2 separate regions of the Ovis aries genome follow, and region 1 is linked to region 2. Evidence: chromatin contacts called from public Hi-C data. All regions are on one chromosome and are shown on one strand. Each heading gives the region's core, a stretch centred on a gene start, on an enhancer-like site or on the middle of the called end of the contact. The rest is flanking DNA. Distances are from core to core; before and after follow the strand shown. Region 1 has its middle 220 kb from the start of HES1. Region 2 holds the start of HES1 (hes family bHLH transcription factor 1).

Region 1 (3,978 bases), core at 635-3,134, 220 kb before region 2:
TCTTCTCATGGCACCTAATTTTTGCTGGTTCAGCACTTCACATTCCTGGCAGAAGGCAGTTCAGAACAGCTGGCTGCTTGAAAACCCTCCGGTGGGCAGTCGAACTTGGCTCCTTATAGACTGATGAAACCACAGATGGGCCCAGGTCGGCTCGTGGGAGAATCCCAGTCAGGCCTGACTCCATCTGCACACTGAAATGGTGTCTAGACAGGAGGCTGGGAACCCTCACCTCCAAATTCACTTGGAAAGAGCTCAAAGTGTGAAAGGAATTTACTGCCACTGAAAGATCTGGATCGTGCAGGCCAAACCCCAGGAAGTGCTCTGGGAGAAAGAAGGGAAGGGAGGAGGGACAGAAGGAAGGGCCGAAGGAAGGAAGAGAAGAGGGAGGGAAGGGGTACTTCCCAGAGAGTGTACATGCTGGATTAGCATAGCTCACAGGATCACTCCGTGCCTGTACCATCTCCTGCATGGGGGTCGCAGGCTCTGAGCATCAGAAAGGTTGTCCCCCATGGTTCAGCTCCAGGAAGGAAACATGAATCCTCACATATCAGCCTCAGGGCTAGACATGGACCAAAAAGGGCTTGTTTTGTTGTTGTTTTGCCTGGGTTTACATGGAAGCCCAAGATATAAAACAGAACAAAGTGAACTGGCTCTGACTGTAGGAGAAGCAGGAAGTGGCCAGGAGCCCACTCCCTAGGGCATTTCTTCCATTTCCCCACCAGCGCTCCATCCCCTTGAACCGGCCCAAAAAAAACACATTGAGATTGAAACTAATGGATCCATGCCAAGGCTCAAGTGGGTGGAAGCCAAGAGAGGGGAACAGACTTCCCTATGAGTGAGTGGCAGCACTGGGACTGGGAGTGTGTCTCCGCCTCTCAGGCAGGTACTGACACTTACACCCCCAGCTAGGTGTGCACCTGGGCTTCCTCATTTCCCGATCCTACCGAGGAGGACGGCGCGTCTCTAGAGCGATAGGAAAAGCACAAGGAAGCAAGCTGTGGATCCTCCCCACCCCAGGCATACATTCCCAGCTGGGGAACACTCACTGCATGCGGCTGCACCATTCTAAAAGCACCTCCAGCCCTAGATTCAGACAAGCAGACTTCGTCTGGGTACCATATGTCTGGCTTCTTAGAGATTTCATTTTACATTAAAAATATAAACATTGGAATAAAGGAAAAGCTGAATTCATTTCATGCTTATTCAATGAAAGGTTTGTTTGTGATTTATTAATTTTTTAAAATAGAAAAGAAGGGAACCACAAAGAAAAAAAAAAAAAAAGGCAACAGATCACATATCCTCTAAGCAACCTGTAGGCTAATGCCAGCATTAGGCCTGTCTTAAACAGACCAGCTTTGGCCTCCTGAAAGATATATTTTAGTGGAGAAATCAGTGTGAGAACATGATACGATTTGAACAGATGAAGAATGTGAATAAAAGAAGTTCCCTGACTCTCAAAACACATTGTTTTGGAAGATTACCCAGACGTGCAATTTAATACCAGATGTTGGCATCTGGAGAGACCCTGATTTGACAATCTGGCAGGAAATATGAAGAAAACACAAATGGTCATTAAAAAAAAAAAAAAAGAAAGCCTGGCTGCAGTGATCCAGTAGAGCAGTCTGGGAATGTCAGAAAGCCAGCGTTTATCACCCGTGAAGCTTGAGTGACGGCAAGTGCTGCCTCAGAGCAAGGAGGGCTCTAGGAGGGTATGTGAGAGTACATGGTGAGTGCAGTCAGTAGTTGGGGAAGCAGGCCGGGGGGTGGGGGGTCCCTGTGATGTGGCCACAGGGCTGGGAGGAAATGGCCCTCCCAACCTGCTATTACAGCAGCTGAGGTTGGGCCCAGCCTGACAGCTGGGGGCTGGCAGCCTACACAGGAAGCTGGCTGGCCCGCCATCAGCACAGCGGGAACAGACAGCACTTTCCCAAGCTCCGGATTCCAGGATACACCATGCCAGACTCATTCCAGTAGCCTGACTATCCTCGGCTCATTCACCTTCTTCTTAACCAGATTGAGTGTTAATATTGTACCTTCCAGTCTGTGCCTAGAAATTCATTTTTTAAAAATGCTTTGCAGCATAATTTACATGCAGTCAAATACTAAGATCTTAAGTGCTTGATCAGATTTGACAAATGAACACAGTCACGGGTCCCAGACTCTGATCAAGATACAGAACATTTCTATCCCCTCAAGAAATGTCCTCCTTGCCCCTTCCTAGTCAATATCCTGCACATGCATACGCTCAGCATGGAGCAGTCAACCATGGGGCTGACTTCCCTCACCACAGGTAGAAGCTGATATTCTAGAACGTCATACAAATGGAGTACCACATATTCTCTTTTGTCTGACTGCCTTCACTCAGTATGCTTTTGAAATTCATGCAAGTTGTTGCATGCATCAGTAGTTAATTCCTTTTTTTTCTTTCTCTCTGTGTAGTATTTTATTGGACGGATATACCACAAATACCATAATTTGTTGTTTATCCTTTTAGCCATTTTTGGACATCTGGGATGTATCCACTTTTTAGCAATTATGAATCTAAGCTGCCATAAACTTTCTCTAGAAGTCATGTAAATTCATTCCTCCAGAGTAAATATCTAGGGGTGGAATTGGTGGACCATAGGGTAAATGATGTTTAATTTTTTAAAAAACTGCCAAACAGATTTCCAAGGCGGTTGTTCTGAAGTTCATATTTGCAGTATGCCTATCATGGTGGTCCCCATGCCCTAGTGCGTGTGACTACGCTTGTGGACGCAGTGAAGAGCATCAGGAAACCGAGGCATATTTGTACTGAAGTGTCCCGATCTCAGTTTCCTTATTTGTTGAGTGAGCTGGTTGAGCAGATGATGTTCAAAGGTATTTCTCATTCCATTCTGACATAATAAATCTTCTATTTCACCACTCTCTCGGAAAGCAAAACAAAAAATACATTAGTTATTATTCTCTTTTAAAAGCCAATACAGTAAATCCTCTACATACATATGAGTTCTGTTCTGAGAGCACATTTGAAAGCCCAATTCGTTTTTAAGTCCAACAAAGTTAGCCTAGGTACCTACCTAACACAATCAGCCATATAGTACCATACTGTAATAGGTTTATAATACTTTCCACAATAATATATGAAAAAGTAAAGAAAATATGTTTAATCTTTTAGTGCAGTACCTTGAAAAGTACAGTAGTACAGTACAACAGCTGGCCTATATTAGACTGGCATCCAGTGACAGGTAAGAAGAGTTACTGACTGAAGGAGGGACAGGCGATGAGAGATGGGATGATACTGAAGGATCGTCAGCAATAGGAGATGGATGGCAAGCTGCAATTTCACTCATGCCTCATGCTGATGGCAAAGGTTCTGGTTCCTTGCTGGATTAAATTCTATCTACCCTCTTGAAAAAGTGACCCAGTGATGTCTGGGTGGTAGCTCTTTTCTTCCTATCATAAATGACATGGTAGCATGAAAGGCTGTTGGAACCTTTGTGTACCATTCTATATTTCGGTCCTGTGTCTCAAAAACTAACAGTGCCTCCTGAAATAGAACTAGCTGGACATGCAAACTCATGTCTGCATCTGTGAAATTTTGCAACTTGAAGCTTCCAGGCTTTCACTGCTAGAGGGTGGATTCAGTCCCTGGTTGGGGAACTTCATGGTAGACCGATGGGGAAACAGTGGCAACAGTGTCAGACTTTTTTTTTTTTTTGGCTCCAAAATCACTGCAGATGGTGATTGCAGCCATGAAATTAAAAGACGCTTACTCCTTGGAACAAAAGTTATGACCAACCTAGACAGTATATTCAAAAGCAGAGACATTACTTTGCTGACTAAGGTCCCTCTAGTCAAGGCTATGGTTTTTCCTGTGGTCATGTATGGATGTGAGAGTTGGACTGTGAAGAAAGCTGAAGGCTGAACAATTGGTGCTTTTGAACTGTGACGTTGGAGAAGACTCCTGAGAGTGCCTTGGACTGCAAGGAGATCCAA
Region 2 (3,881 bases), core at 382-2,881:
CACGGCGGGCGCCGGGGGCCCCGCGGGGGGAGGGAGGGCCAGGGCAGGGAGCAAACAAGAAGGTCCCCACCCCTCCCCCGGGCTGTTGCAAGTGAGGCTTTCGGCGGAGTTAAAACCTCAAGCCCGAAATCAGGGGTGGAGGGGGGGGTTGGAATAATTCCCCACTCTCCACCCCAGGGCGTGCGCTCCCCGCCCGGAAGGGCTGACCTTGGCCCGGGGGTAGTTGGGGTGGGGGCGGTTGGTCAGCGCCTGGGCTAGGCTCCCAGCCCGCCGCCCCCTCGGATTCCAGGCCCGGCGGGGGCCGGAGGAGAGGGGGGGGCCCGGGGACACACACACACACCCCACACGCAGCGCGCGCCAATGAGCCCAGGCCAGGCGCAGGGGGCGGGGTTTTCCCAGGCTCGAGCACAGCAGCTGCTATTTACCTTCTTGGCTTCTCCCGGGGACCAGGAACCAGCCCCCGCGCTCCGCCGCCCGCCGCCGCCCCCCGCCTCCCTGCCCCCGGGGCGCGCGCACACACTCACACACGCACGCACACACACACATCCTCCCTGCCCGGCCGCAGTCGCGGCGGCAATAAAACATCCTGGCACGTGCTCCGGCTCCAGGCGCGCCCTCGCCGGCCGGCTGATGTCAAACTGCAGCTCGGCTGGTGTAGCTCTTAAAGGGCCCGCGCGCGCCGGGTGCCGAGGCTGCCCTGGCCGCCCGCGGGGCGGGAAGGAGGGAGAGGCTGCCGCTCGGCAGGCCGCCTCGGCGCGCTGCAGAACCGAGAGGGGGCGGATGGAAAGGGAAAAGTTGGCAAGGACGTGCGTGCGTCCTTGAGGCATTGCCATCAAAGTCCCCCTTGTTAACCTTTCATTTGAAATTCCATTTCCTTTCTGCTCAGTTGGAAATTATTCTGATTGTTTCCTGGGGAAGCGCGGGGTCCGAGGCCCCCAACTCCAGAGGAAAAATGAGGGACGGACCGGGGGAGGGGTGCGGGGATCGAAAACCACCTTGCTCTGAAAAACCTGCAAATATAAGATGGAGGCACATTTTCCTTTTCTGCATGCAAAAGGAAAATTTTTTGCCCTTTTTTGCACGGTCAACTTTCACCCCCCTCCTCCCCCGAACGTGCGGAGTCTGAGAGGGAAATCACTTAGATCTTTTCGTAACTCACACCCTTACATTCCCCCGTTCTAACCACTGCATTTATAACCTTTAATCCCTGTCCTTCTAAACCTTTAAAAATATATATTTCAAATGAACTTATTACTGGCAAAGCAGCTCTATTACATATGAAAGGAAATAAAGAGCAAAGGCCGAAGCCCCAAGAGAAATAAACTAGACTAGAGCAAACCCAATGCGGAAAAATCCTTTCTAAAGCAAAGGCCAGCAGGGAGAGTAGCAAAGGGTTAAAATCCTTTTGATTGACGTTGTAGCCTCTGGTGCCCCGGGCTCAGGCGCGCGCCATTGGCCGCCAGGCCTTGTGCCTGGCGGCCAATGGGGGGGCGCGGTCCACGAGCGGTGCCGCGTGTCTCCTCCTCCCATTGGCTGAAAGTTACTGTGGGAAAGAAAGTTTGGGAAGTTTCACACGAGCCGTTCGCGTGCAGTCCCAGATATATATAGAGGCCGCCAGGGCCTGGGGATCACACAGGATCCGGAGCTGGTGCTGATAACAGCGGAATCCCCCGTCTACCTCTCTCCTTGGTCCTGGAATTGCGCTACCGATCACCAAGTAGCCATAAGATATTATAATAAACCCTCAGCACTTGCTCAGTAGTTTTGAGAAAGTATAAAGTAAAAGGGACATAAGCAAGACAATTTTTTTGTGTGTGAAGAACTCCAAAAATAAAATTCTCTAGGGATTAAAAAAAGAAAAAGAAAATGCCAGCTGATATAATGGAGAAAAACTCCTCGTCCCCGGTGGCTGCTACCCCAGCCAGTGTCAACACGACACCGGATAAACCAAAGACAGCATCTGAGCACAGAAAGGTAAGGGCAGTACCTGTATTTCCCTGCACCCCCAAGAAATTAAGTCGGGGTTGGGGCTCTTTTCTCCCTTAAAATCGCGGGGAGAAATGGCAGGTCCCATGGGAACTCAAGCGCTCTTTTTTAAAAATTTTCTTTACAGTCATCAAAGCCTATCATGGAGAAAAGACGAAGAGCAAGAATAAATGAAAGTCTGAGCCAGCTAAAAACACTGATTTTGGATGCTCTTAAAAAAGATGTAAGTGGGTAATTCTTTTTTTCTCTCTCTCCCAGGTATTAAGAATGAAATCCCCTTGCCTGCGGGGTCTTCCCTGCCTGCACTGCATTCTCAGAGGCGGGAGAGCTGGGCCCCTCTAGCCGAGGTCTAGGGCTGTCGCCGCCATGGCCAGGGGGAGGGACGGACCCCCACCATTCCGAAACCTCTGGCGAGGCTCTCACTTTCCTCCTTTGCCTCCTCTTCTGTGCAGAGTTCGCGGCATTCCAAGCTGGAGAAGGCGGACATTCTGGAAATGACAGTGAAACACCTCCGGAACCTGCAGCGGGCACAGATGACGGGTGAGAGCGGCTCGCCGCGTCCCCCTCTGCGGGCGTCTCTCTCGCCCCGCGGTGATTTCTTCCAGACTTCCGCCCGTGGTTGTGAGAGGCATTCAGCTACATTTTACTGCCTTGGCTCACTCTTGCGTTCCCACGGTCTGGGGCTTATTTATAGCCACAACTCCAAGTTGTTACTGTTCCGGAAAGGGAGGGAGAGAGGTTGTAGTGGCGAGGGCGGCGGGCGGCGGGCGGCTTGGCAGTGGGGGAAGCGGATGGGGGGGGGGGTGAAAGGATTTAGAACCGTGGTGGTTTTTAAGCTGCGTGGAGCTTGGGGTCATCTAGTTTAGCACGCCCTCCTCGCCCGCTACATAAGGGGAAATAAGGCTCGGATGGTGCAGAAGAGGGGGAAGGGCACTATCCAAGGTCACATCGCGCGGGGGTGGGGAGGAGGCAAATTTGAGGCTTCAGATCGGGTTAAATGAAGCGACAGGGAATGGAGAGGGAGCGTCTCGGGGTCTGTCGCCAAGCTAGTGTGGCTAGGTGGAGGGTTTTTCTAAACCCAGCCGGCTACCCAGAGGCAGTTCCGCGGGCGGGTGGTCAGGGAGGCGCGCCGCGAGGACCTCCCAGGGCGGAGGCGATGGCTTCGGGGCCAGGGCCTTTCGGTGACCCATCCGTCTCCTTCTGGCCCGCAGCCGCGCTAAGCACAGACCCGAGCGTGCTGGGGAAGTACCGCGCCGGCTTCAGCGAGTGCATGAACGAGGTGACCCGCTTCCTGTCCACGTGTGAGGGCGTTAACACCGAGGTGCGCACCCGACTCCTCGGCCACCTGGCCAACTGCATGACCCAGATCAACGCCATGACCTACCCAGGGCAGCCGCACCCCGCCTTGCAGGCGCCGCCGCCGCCCCCGCCAGGACCTGGCGGCCCGCAGCACGCGCCGTTCGCGCCGCCGCCGCCGCTCGTGCCGATCCCCGGGGGTGCGGCGCCCCCTCCCGGCGGCGCGCCCTGCAAGCTGGGCAGCCCTGCTGGAGAGGCGGCTAAGGTGTTCGGCGGCTTCCAGGTGGTGCCGGCTCCAGACGGCCAGTTTGCGTTCCTCATCCCTAATGGGGCCTTCGCTCACAGCGGCCCAGTCATCCCAGTCTACACCAGCAACAGCGGGACCTCGGTGGGCCCCAACGCAGTGTCACCTTCCAGCGGCCCCTCTCTCACGGCAGACTCCATGTGGAGACCGTGGCGGAACTGAGGGGCTCAGGCCATCCCTCCCCCTAAATTCCCCAAACCATCTCTCTTCCCTCCGGACGATAAACAGGAACTTGGACCATGAGAGAGAAGGGAGGACTTTTGAGATTAAGTGGTTACTTTTTTTTTTTAATTTC

The links. A called contact is a pair of places that touch in the nucleus more often than the background predicts.
Region 1: a Hi-C map of tail adipose tissue shows a contact between it and region 2, with 2.8 times the contacts expected there. The contact joins the enhancer-like site here to the promoter of HES1 in region 2. A contact is called at or near these places in 3 of 16 Hi-C or Micro-C datasets (hypothalamus, skin fibroblasts and tail adipose tissue).

Annotation. Positions count from the first base shown.
Region 1 is chr1:194,406,552-194,410,529 of ARS-UI_Ramb_v3.0, reverse strand. No RefSeq gene overlaps it. Among named protein-coding and RNA genes, the nearest start is that of HES1, 220 kb to the right of the region's middle. Within about 2 kb of position 1,884, at least 11 of the 54 cell types and tissues checked have an H3K27ac peak or open chromatin away from gene starts, as enhancers often do. A contact at or near this core is called in tail adipose tissue, where this site is marked.
Region 2 is chr1:194,183,767-194,187,647 of ARS-UI_Ramb_v3.0, reverse strand. It overlaps HES1 (hes family bHLH transcription factor 1), which reads left to right and starts at 1,631. Exons shown (of 4, transcript XM_004003033.5): 1 at 1,631-1,974; 2 at 2,114-2,209; 3 at 2,439-2,526; 4 at 3,198-3,881. The coding sequence starts at 1,867. The coding sequence ends at 3,748. LOC121816684 (a long non-coding RNA gene) reads right to left here and starts at 578. Exons shown (of 2, transcript XR_006056345.2): 1 at 426-578.